Regions from separate parts of the Sus scrofa genome. Here region 1 is linked to region 2. The links are chromatin contacts, called in public HiChIP or PLAC-seq maps. All regions are on one chromosome and are shown on one strand. Each heading gives the region's core, a stretch centred on a gene start, on an enhancer-like site or on the middle of the called end of the contact. The rest is flanking DNA. Distances are from core to core; before and after follow the strand shown.

What was found. HiChIP or PLAC-seq counts read pairs in DNA pulled down with a chosen protein or histone mark.
Region 1: a contact with region 2 is called in an H3K27ac HiChIP or PLAC-seq map of skeletal muscle, with 5 times the contacts expected there. The contact joins two enhancer-like sites. A contact is called at or near these places in 2 of 47 Hi-C or Micro-C datasets (alveolar macrophages and embryonic fibroblasts) and 1 of 2 datasets of contacts at active chromatin or transcription factors (skeletal muscle).

What each region holds. Positions count from the first base shown.
Region 1 is chr15:107,638,459-107,644,154 of Sscrofa11.1, forward strand. No RefSeq gene overlaps it. Among named protein-coding and RNA genes, the nearest start is that of PARD3B, 240 kb to the right of the region's middle. Within about 2 kb of position 1,288, at least 2 of the 83 cell types and tissues checked have an H3K27ac peak or open chromatin away from gene starts, as enhancers often do. A contact at or near this core is called in skeletal muscle, where this site is marked.
Region 2 is chr15:107,525,198-107,531,029 of Sscrofa11.1, forward strand. No RefSeq gene overlaps it. Among named protein-coding and RNA genes, the nearest start is that of ICOS, 180 kb to the left of the region's middle. Within about 2 kb of position 3,979, at least 20 of the 83 cell types and tissues checked have an H3K27ac peak or open chromatin away from gene starts, as enhancers often do. A contact at or near this core is called in skeletal muscle, where this site is marked.

The sequences.
Region 1 (5,696 bases), core at 38-2,537, 110 kb after region 2:
TTAAAATCCTTTTTGGGTGGATAACTTTTCACATCTTAAAAAACTGCCATAAAAAGCAAACCCGACAGCCCAAGAGAGTCGTCTCGTATCAGTCTTGCCTATAGTGCATTCACTTTCTGGCTGCAGTTGGATTTGAAGAAAATCAGAATGACATACTGTGATGACAACGCAAGTTGGTGTCAGTAATGATGCCACTATACTTTGTCAGGCCTCCATGGCCTTCATAAGCTTCCTTACCCAATGCGTGCGTAGGACCCTATTCAAATCAACATATTAGAAGTCAACTAGTCAACTACCTGTTTCTCCCATTCATTGCACCTGAGGCAACTACCTCAGGCCATCCTTCTCTCCCTGCCCTACCTGGACACGATGACAGCAGTAAGCATAGTCTACCTCCCTGGCTGGTCTCAGGAACAGGGTGCAAATTGCTGATCATTTTCTTCTGTGAATTATGACCCAGGTGCATAGCCTAGCCCCTGGAAGGAAGCGGCCCTGCCAATGCTCTAAAACAGCCAGCAGAGAAATTAGAGTCCTGCAGAGGGCCTAGCTACTTCCCCCCACCCCCACTCTAATCACCAGCGGGGAATTCTACAACCCCTCCTTCCCACTGCCCCCACCTTGTAAGGGCGACCCTGCCCTCTGCAGACTTTGCCTGGGTCTTTCTTTTGTGTGCCCACTGCTGCAGAGTGGGAGTGGACGGGGCTCCTAATGAGCTTTGACACTAATGGAACTGCGAGACAGTCTGATTATGGATTCTCTCCCTCCCTCTGTACAGACCTAGCAGGAAATGACCCAGGACTCTGCACCCTTCCCCCTACCCCCCCCCAAAAAAAAAACTCTGTGGAAACCATCTTTAGCGGCCAGCTGGAGCTCTCCCCCTTCCCCCACTCCTTTCTCAGTTCGGTCTCCACTTCCCTCCATCATCCTGCAGGTGGCTGGAAAGAAGATTTTATGGCCTGACGCGTGGAGGGTTGGCGCACCGCGCTGGAGAGCTTCCCTATTTCAGGGGAGCAGTGGAGCACAGAGGCGAGTTAGAAATGGGAACCGGGGGCCTCCATCAAAACAGACTCTCCCCGCTTGCTTTTACAAAGCGTTCCGAGGAGGTAGGGAGCCGGGAAGGTATGGTTGTTTTCTATTAGATGCTTAACAACGTGTGTAAGTGGAGGTGATTTACGGAAAAAAAACAACATGTGCTTCTGTAATTTCCATGGTGCGTGCGGTCCAGGTGGAAGGGACCCGGGCGAACTATGGAACTGAGAGCTAATTATAGGGAGAAACAGCTGCTGTCCTCTAATGAGACAGAGCCCCGGCTTCTGCTCCGCGAGGAAGCCAGAGCACGCCTGTTGCAGCGCTTCGTGTACATCGCTCCTTCGTCACAAAATGCTCCCTGCCACACACTTGGTCACCCGCCCTTCTCACATCCACTCCAGCAGGTGATAAGTAATTTTCACCTGACTGTGTCTGGAGAGAGGACTATGTCCCCATTTTATTAACCTCTATGCTCCTTTGATTTTCGTTCCCCTCAAGAGTCCTGCTCCTGACCCCGCCTGTGTTTTCCTAGGAGGGGCGCCCCTTTTCTATCCCCCCTAGAGTTCTTTCCGTTCCTTCCCATTTTTCTGCATTTCCAGAACAATCAGATATTCCCAAAGCTGTCAACTATTTATCATGTGATGGAGAGGCTTACCTAGACCACATTTTCTGTTTCTTGGTGCTGCAGTTTTTTCCCCAAAGCCCCATAAATGTGACGGAACATCCCTTCAAAGTCAGAGCGGGGAGAGTTTAGAGGGTCTGCTAGCGAGTAGAAATGTGACTTCCCACTTAGAGTTCATTCCAAACAAATAGGGGACATGGTTGTTTAAAATGCTATTTTCTTAAATGTGAATAAACTCTGATGTTTACATTGATACTAGTGTTCAGAAGGCATTAAACCTCCACACCCCTGCAAGGAAGGGAAGTGTCGAAGTCCAAATAAGCTGAGGAAGCAGGTGCTCTGTTCCATTCCTCAAAGCCTCAAATGCCCCTTTATGACCAAGGAAGAAGAGGCGATCTGACGTGACCACCCCCCCCCCGTGTATAAAGTATTATTTACTGTGCAGTTGAATTAAAAACAAGGGCTCGCTATAGCAACCACTCTAACAAGAGGCACTATTCACAGGCCGCCTTGCAGCTCAGGGTCTGGGGCTCAACGGAGCACCTTTTTGAAAACCCTTGTGGGCAAACCGGTGGCATATGGGTCTTTTATAGCATCTACCAGGCAGGGCTTTTACCATAAAAGCTTCCTCTGCAGACTGTATTGCTTTGGGAGGGGAAAGGGGAGCCCCAGCAGCTAAGTTTCTCTGTAGTTTAGGATTAGTGGAAATTTAATTGAAAATAAAACACAGAGCCACTGTAGTGGTCCCTGAGAGAGAAAACAAAGAGTTCTTCATGGAGCCAGCCCACCGCACGGCAGCCCAGGGAGGCCGCTGCTGGCCTCATAGGCTTGCCTCCATATGACATCCGGGGCCTGGAGACAAGCCATTTGGTGATCACCCATCCTGTGGTACCCAAGCATTCCTGAAAGAACAAGGGAGCTTTCTGCAACGTGGACAGAGAAGGGTGTTTCTATTAAAGGCCCGTTTCTTCCTACCCCAGTAAACTTTTCTTTCGTCCTCCCCGTGTGCTTTCTAGAGCCTTCTTTGTTCCACCTGATATTTCTAAAAATCTTTATTTCATTGCCTTTCTTTAACCGCAGGGAAAGGAATCTCTCCCTCCCTCTCTCTCAATGAATTTTTAAGAAGATAGAGATATTCATGACAACATACTGTGGGCAAAATTAGGTAAGAAAATAAAGGGCCAAGAGGATTTTTTTATCTTCCCAAAGATGGTGACCTGAGGTCTCTGGCTAATCTGAGTGGCCCTGTTAAAGCTTCCCAGGTATTAGAGATGAACCTTTTTTTTTCTGCTGTTTTTTATCCCTTTCTATCCCAAATAACAGCTTCTGGTGTATTCTGGCATGAACGCCTCCAGCGCTGAGCCTCCATGTGAAGGTGACATCTGTCTAAGTGTCTCTTTCCCTCTTGCTTTCTTCTTTAGAACAGCAAAGGTTACCCCTTAGCAGTATCATTGCCTCCTGACCGTGGCTAGAAGAAAAAGCACCTTCTAGCTTGTGATGTCCAAGGAATCAAGAGACTAGGTCCCCTAGTTCTTGTGTCAATTACATTAGCTGCCTTGATTGAAAGTGACAACCTTCTTAGCACTATTTTTTTGTGGCTCTCACGCTTGATAGTCTAAATCCATGCATTTTAGTGTTTTCACACACTACCACCTCCATACTACTCAGAGATAGAGCCTAGCGTGGTGTTTTGCACATATCAAACCTTAAATAGATGTTTTTGTTGAAGGGTGGATAGATGGATGGATGGATGGATGGATGGAAGAAATGTTGTTCTGCATTGGAAAATAAAGCCGATGAAATAAAGCAGCTTAAAACATAACTTCCTCAAGTGCCAACTAACTCCTTTTGAGGAGTTAACACATACAGGGGACTTTGATTTAACTCATACTTTAAGAAATTTCAATGGGGTAAATAGCACAAATAGTACAGTGAAGCATCCCTAATTCTGACAATCCTGCTTTTGGAGAAGACAGATTCCTTACAGAATAGAGGCCACAATTCCTTATTCATAATTCCAGTATCCAAAGAGCTGTGATGAACACAATTTTTCGTAAGTCCTTTGGAAGAAAATATGACTTGAATGGACATGAAGCTATTTGGAGCTTTTGCTTATATTTACCTTACCAATTGTGGCTATTCACACAAACTTCTGCAGAAATATTCGTGTTTGATTATAGGGAGATCCAGCTGTCCCTGGGGTGTTAGGTAATAGATGGCACGCTCGCCGTATTTATTCCTTTTCTAAAATCTAAAAAATCCCAAATTTCAATATAAATGGCCTCAAGGGGTTTGGAAAAGGGATCAGGGGTCTATAATAACAAAATGTTGCTTTAGTACATCAAAGTTTACTCAGTAACTTGAACAGATTGCCAATAAGACATTCAGACATCTTAAATATTGTATGGAAAAGATCCCAGTGCTTAGGGCTTTGCAGCAGTATATCTTTAAAGCATGAATTCTTCATTCAGTAACTATATCATGGACACAGAGCAGGCAGCTGCACAACCTCAGAGAGGAAGTTGCCGCCACCCTTGTTCTCAAGAAGCTCACAGACTCCTGAATAATTTTATAGGAAGTGGCACAAAAATTACTGACGGGAGTTTGTCAAACATTTTTTTGTTTTCGACCCATTTGAGGCTTTGCTGCTTTTAATTTTTCCCCATTAAGACTTGCCAAAATCATTAAGCGATTTCTTAATTGCAACCACATTCACTGACACAGACTTTTAAAGCTTGGGACACTTTCCACTGCCACGGGGGCTGTCTGGGTGATCTTGTCGCACTGTATCTTCTGTGGACAAACAGCACCACTGATCACTCAGAACACCAATGGGAGATGGCAGATGCTGGTGAGGGCTTGGATCAAAGAAACTTTGAAGTCACAGCTCAAGTCCAAATACCAGCACTGGCAGGATGCATTTCTGCTTCTAAAAAGCCACAGTTACTCCTGAATGCTAAACAGGTTTGAAAAATTCAACCACCGGCACCAAATCCCATGTCACTCTTTCCAAAGTGGGTGGGAAAACATATTGGGATTTCCTGCCAAGGGGGAGCGTGGGGAGCCCGGCTCAGTCAGCATGGCTTGGACAGAAGCCTTGCCATCATTTGTTCAGGCCTTCAGAGCTCAACTTATTAATGGTTCTGTTAATGCAAAATCTAGAGATTTCACTGTATCAAGAAAAACTCATGTTAGGCAAATTATGTGTCTGGCAGTTGAACACCAAAAACTGCAGCCAGAACCACATCCATTAGGAAGCTTTGTGGTATCTTGGTGCTTAAATGTGCAAAGCTTTTGGCCGTAGGTGACTTCTATGCCTGTGTTTTCTATATTATGCACGTCTTGCCCTGTGTTTAGATATTTTGCACCCCTGCAATTGGCTGATCTTTTAAGGAAGCACTTCTGCCAGTGTTTGATTTTTTTCCTGTAGCAGTAAAAAGGCCCACAGAACTTGCTGCCTTTAGATAAAAGGCACCAAAGTTTCATCTAAAACTCAACTTAAGGGCCACCTTCAAACCTCCCCACTATATCCCCTGGTGTCTTTGTTAATGGGAATTTTGTTCCAGTCGTGGGACCTGCACAGGCTGCTGACATTCCCATCTCCAGGGGAAAAATTCTATGTCAAGAAAAATAGCACTTTTCCTCTTGCAACAGATCTGTCACCATGGCAGAGTTTGGAAGGCGCCGCTCACAGCCCTGGTGTGAAGACAGTGGCTTGTGGAGTCTGCCCTACAGAGTGTGACCAGAGAGCAGTCCTTAGGGTGATGGCTTCCACGGGAAGTGATCTGAAGAATCCCAGTAATGAAATTCCAGGCAGGAGTCTCGATAGGCCCACGAGTACCCATCCATTCTAGAATCTGGGCTTAGAGCAGATTTGGTCAAGCATGAAGTTGGGCACTTTCAAAGCATGCTTTGACATGGCTTTAAACAAGGAAGGGCAAGTCCCTGCCTCGGACTTTAATTCATTCACACTGGATCTCAAGAAAGGGAACAGACTCCTCTGTTGAAGCTGTCACAGTATTGAATTTCTGCCCTGCCAGAAGTC
Region 2 (5,832 bases), core at 2,729-5,228:
TGGGTTGTATAATGATTAAAACGAACCTCAAAAGGCCTACGAATTTCTCAGAAGAAAGTATAAAGTGCCCAGTTTTCTGAGGATGACACAAATGTCAAATTGCTGAGCACAAGACCAGCCTCAGCTTGCCTCTCAAAGTGGCTTAGAAGCCACATGACCCAAGGATGGACTCCTCCCTTAACAACTTGGATTTGAATCCCTCAGGCCACTGTGGTGCAATGGGTTAAGAATCTGACTGAAGGCGGCTCAGGTGACTGTGGAGGCATGAGTTCGATCCTCACCTCAGTTCAGTGGGTTAAAGGATCATTGCTGAAGCTGTGGTGTAGGTCACAGCTGTGGCTGGAATTCAGTCCTGGTCTAGGAACTTCCATATGCTGTATGTATGTCTATAAAATGTGTGTGTATACACACATACACACATAGATAGTGATACTAAGATGAAACAGGAGAACAAAATTCCTCAGTTTAAGACAAAAGGAAAACCTGATGAGTTATATAATTCTCTGTATCTAATTTGTTGTTACTACTGTTTCTTTTTTTACCCTCCTCTTCCTCCTCTTTCTTCTCTCTCTGTCTCTCCCTATCTCTGTTTTTATCTTTTTGAGAAAGATTCTTTGCCTGGAAAGTTATCCTGATAGCTGTCTTTAAATTCAAAAAGAAATTTGATCATGTATATTAAATTATTCTTGGTATTAGATATAGCCCTTGTTGATTTATTAGTTGGTCAATCATTCTGCTTCTTCGAGAAGGAACACTGTGAAACAAAAAAGAAAATATCTTTAACGCTGGTTTGAAGAAGACACAATGATGTTTTCCACACTGATACTTCTTAAGACAATTTTTTTAAAATAAAAACACGGATGGTGTATCACTTTATTGTGCCTGAATGAAAACATCTGCATAGGAAGCTGAGCTAAGAGAAAGAACCAACTTCTACATTTCTAGGTAATGTTTCATTGTGCACTTCTGTGCCCAATGCTCCTTGTCTACCTGTAACATTTGCCCAGCTGCCTTTGGACCCTGTACCTCAGGCGAATCTGGTTCTTCTCTTTCCTTTGTAAAGAGCACCTCTCCGGCTGGTTGGGGTAGGAACACGACTCTTCAGTCCTGGAGATGACATGACTTATTGAAAACAAAGTAAGCTCTGGAATCAGACTGGGGTGGGTTCAAAACCTGCTCCTACCATAGCAGGAACCTGGGGCAAGTTAATGCTTCAGCTCTGTCTTTGGGAGAACAGGGATAATGTGTTGCCTGGACACTTTGCTGCCTCCTGTCCAGAAGCCACAGATCTGCCCTCCTCCTGCCATTCCTTCCTGCCTCCATCTTAATCCTGCCCACAGCTGTCTCTCTCTCAAGTCTGTAAGCCTTCTCTCTGCTCCTGCCTCCCCTCCTCCAGCTCAGGGAGAAGGTTTCCCCACTGTGAGGCTGTGAGCTTCCTTGGTACCTGGTACTGTTGGGAGGCTGTCACACTAGCCAGGAACACAGAGGCCACCTTTCCCCATTTTCTTATCTTCAGGGTAACAAACTCTGTGCCTCATAGAATATACTTAATAAGTATAAACTAAATGAAAACAGAAGCTAACGAATATCTTTTGATGTCATTGTTCAGAGTAAATGAGATAACAAAGGAAAGGCAGTGGAAACATCACGTACATTCAATAAATGGTAACTCTTATTGTTATCGCTGCACTGCCACTGCTGTGTGGACTTGTACTGCTTTGAGAAATGGCACTGTCCTTTGCCTAAAGAAACCCATGTGCAAAGGCCTCAGAGGTTTTTTGATATTTTTTAACTCCAGAAATACGATGACAACTGCTAGAGCAGAGTTAGCCCTTCGTAGCCATGGGCTCTCCATTAGCAGATTCAACCAACCATGGCTGAAAAATATTCTGGAAAAGAAATTCCAGAAAGTTCCAAAAAACAAAACTTGAATTTGCAGTACACTGGCAAGTATTTACATAGCATTTGCATTGTATTTACAACTATTTACATAGCATTTACATTGTACTAGTTATTGTAAGTACAGAGATGATTTAAAGTATCTGGGCAGGATATGTGTAGGTCATATGCAAATACTACACCATTTATACAAGAGACTTGAGCATCTGCAGATTTTGGTTTCCTTGGGGATCCTGGAACCAATCCACTGTGGATACCAAGGGATGCCTGTAGTAGATTTGTTGGGTCTTTGCAAAAATGTGCCCCTACCTCCACCTCCTTTATTTTCTGGTTTGAGTGCCTCTTGCAACCTTTTACAAAGAAGTGGGTTTTTTTTTTTTTTTCATTTGAACATGCACTTTCGCCAGTTGGTTCCCTTCTAAGTAACCCCTGGCATCCCTATTCAATAGCGGCTAGTAATTACCATAGCAACCGCAGCATGTGGTGCCTCTGCGTGCTCTCAGAAACAAAGCATTTGCTTGGAAAAAATCACACACACACACACGTTAATTTGTAACATGAAATTCTACTTCATGGTATTGATGAAGGTAAATCATGCCTTGGAGTCAGCAGACTCATCTTCCTCACTGGCTGAGGGACTCTGGGTTGTTGTTCTGTTTCCACCTCCACTGCACTCACCATGCACATATTGATTCATTTTAAAGATGAAATTTTTGTGCAACAGGGGGAAAAAGGATGGGAAGGATTCGGTTTCAGCGGGAAGGTACAAAGGTCAGCAAGAGGGTGCAGAGCCCCGTATAGCAGTTGTTCCCGTCTGAGTGATGATTATACTACCAAGGGGATTTATTAAAATGGAGTCTATTGCTGTTCCACTGAATAAGGCTCTCCATAAATTCTGCGTGAGCCTGGCAGTGGCTAAGCCCATATGTAATGCTGAAATACAGCGCCTGCATCTGCTGGCTGGTGTCTGCCTCCCCCAGCCCCAATGCATGTACCTACATGCCCCAGCCCAATCAGGAACCCAGGGTCTGAGATGCTGTGCGTGCCCAGAAATGGAGACCTCCCAATTCTCGCCGAGAGGCTGTGTGTCTGTGTGTTTCCAGCAAGACATTATGTTTTAGAAAGTGACAGCATCAAAAGTGACACAACCACTTGTTCCGGGTCTCCATCTGGTGGGGGATGGGAAGGGGAAGAAAAGAGTTTGCTCCAGCAATTTCAGGCCCTGTGGTACCATGACCTCCTCACTCTGTCCACTTAAAAAACAGAAGTGGGGAGGTAATGTGCCAGGGAGTGTTCAAGGTACAGATAACTCTCAATGTCATTAGTCATAATCAAAGGGCAGGGAACAGAGGGCGAACTCTTTCTAGCCGGCCTCCTTGAGTCACCTGAAGAGAGCCGAAAACCTGGGGAGAGACTTTGCTTCAACGAGACCTTTTTTTAGTTGTTGTTTAAACCCAGTCAGTTGGAAGCCTCTTTATGAGTTCTCTAGTTGAAACTCCGATTTTTTTTTTTTTTTAAATTGCTTTGGTCTGAGGGAAAAAATAATACATTCCAGTCAAAGGCTTTGCAGGGCCCCGGAACAATCTGAACCTTTCACTCTGTTCCACAGGAATTCGGCTAGACAGGCTTCTCTAATAACAGAGGGCCGGTCTCTCTTAGAAAACGGAGCGCAGCAAGAACTGTGGGCAGGGACGTGGGGTGAGGGGCTGGGTAGGTGGGGGTGCGGGACAGGGGTGAGGTCGTGGGCAGACATCGTCTCAACAGCTTTTAGCAAATACTGGATGAAATGCTCTCAATGTATTCTGGAAATGGGACTTCCTGGTTACTAGCTATTATTTCCTGCCTTGGATGGAGACTACTGACACAGGCTTAAGGTCACTTACAGTCCTTTACTAACATCTTGGAGAGTCCAAGGAAGATAAGCAGCTCTCGGGAAGCCACCGCCTTCGGTCTTGACGCCCCACGGTCTCCAAAACCAGGAAAGGGCTAGAAGGTTCCTGGGGGTTTAGATGGTCAGCGTTGGACGTCCAACGCCCCTGCAGCGGCCATGCAGAAGGCGCCACTAGAGGGCGCCTGTCACCCAGCGATGGCTTTGAGCCGCAGGACTGCTTTTAAGGAGAGCACATTTAGCTGTTCTGAAGCCTAGAAATCAGTGACGTGGAGAATTATTATGCACAGTTCATTTCCTTGTAATTTAACTCTCAAGAGTAACAAAAGCATAATGTATAGCCTAGTTTTCGGGTCTGATTTACAACAATTTATACCAAAAGATGATTTCTACCTCATCCCACCCCCTTTCTAGTCACTTCTGCTGATATCAGCAGCTGAGAATTTTGTATTTCATCCTACCACCATAGCCGCCTGAAAGCCACACATCAGAGAAGAAAATGTAAGACCTATAGAGCTGGATGCACAGTTTCACTTTCTGTCTCAAATTCCATCACAGTCTAATCATCTGTTTAAGAAAAAAAAATGTTGCTTTTAATTGTGGTGATGTGGTTCACATCCTCCACTACTTAAATACTGTGAAGTCCAAATGGGGCACAGGACTACTGTCCTCAAAGGGTTGTGGTGTCCCTTTCAAACCCAGAAGTACAAGGAGTGCACTCCAGCCTCCCCTCGGCTCACCCATCCTCCACCCTTCCCTGCAGATCCCAAGCCTCTTTGATCTCCTTCCTCTGGCTCCTTGAGCACTTACAGACTCCACCAGCAATTTAGCATTTTGTAGCTATTGTCTTGTTCTCTAATTGCTTCATATGTGCACTTTTTTTTTCTCCCTAAGGAAAAAGAAATAACATTCTTTTTTTTCTTTGAGTGCTTACTTTGTCTAAAGCTCTCTGCTAAAGGTTTTACATGTAATTTCCTTTAATCCTTTTAACAACCCTGTGGCTTAGAGGCAATTGATTTCATTTTACAGATGAGGAAACTGAGTCAGAGAAGTTGGATCACTTACACAGAGTTATACTAGAAATAAGAGGGAGGATTCAGACACATTTCTTTCTATTACATTGTTCTGAGCCCAAAATGATTGTAAACCGAAATGAGCATCTTACTCCTCCATACTCTCAGCAACAAGAATGGTGGTTAGACACACACACACACTCTTATGCACACACACACTTCTTACAAGATATTTAAGATCTGTATGAGTTAACCTTTTATCTTAGTAAGGAAGCTAGAAATGTCCTTATTTTAAAAATTAAGTAACTTGGTAAATATTAGCCAACTTCCCAGCCTCTTTGCATTGGGCTTTCTCCACCATACACTTAGTAGGAACTTCATATCACTCATTGCAGTCCCATCTTGTTGGATGTGTGCTGTTGTTTCCTAGCTGGGCCTTCCTGACCTAGGGAAGAAGAACCCCATGTTATTTCAGAGATTTATCATGAACCTCAGAGCCAGAACCTCTTTTAAGGGGTATAATCAGCTACCAGAGTAGTGGAAGAGCTGGGTCTAATGTGAACCCAAGACTCCCAACTCCCAGCTCAATGTCTCATCCATGGCAAATAAATGCCTTATTGTCTTGTTTCCTCTTTATGCTCTTCAGTTTGGATAGATTTGGTTTTGTGTTGGATTTGAGTGTTTCCAGATCCCAATCTACTTCTCACCCCAAATACTGGAGGGAAGGTGAGTCAGGAGGAAGACAGTGGACCACTTTCCTGGCAGTGGGAAAAAAATAGACTAGCTAGGGATAAGGAGCCATCAATAGGTCATAGAGCCCTTTGGGTGTCACCATGTCCCATATGTTTGGGAATAGAACATGGTAGATGAAGGGGACTGAGTCAAAGTGTGTGTTAATTGGAATGAAAATTCTTTCCATCTGTTGATTGGAATTGGTACCTGAGTAATATAGTAGTACCCATCAAGTAACAAGGGCTTTTCACAAACCTCTGCTACCTCCCAGAACTCTCAGCTCACTGGACCACCACAAAC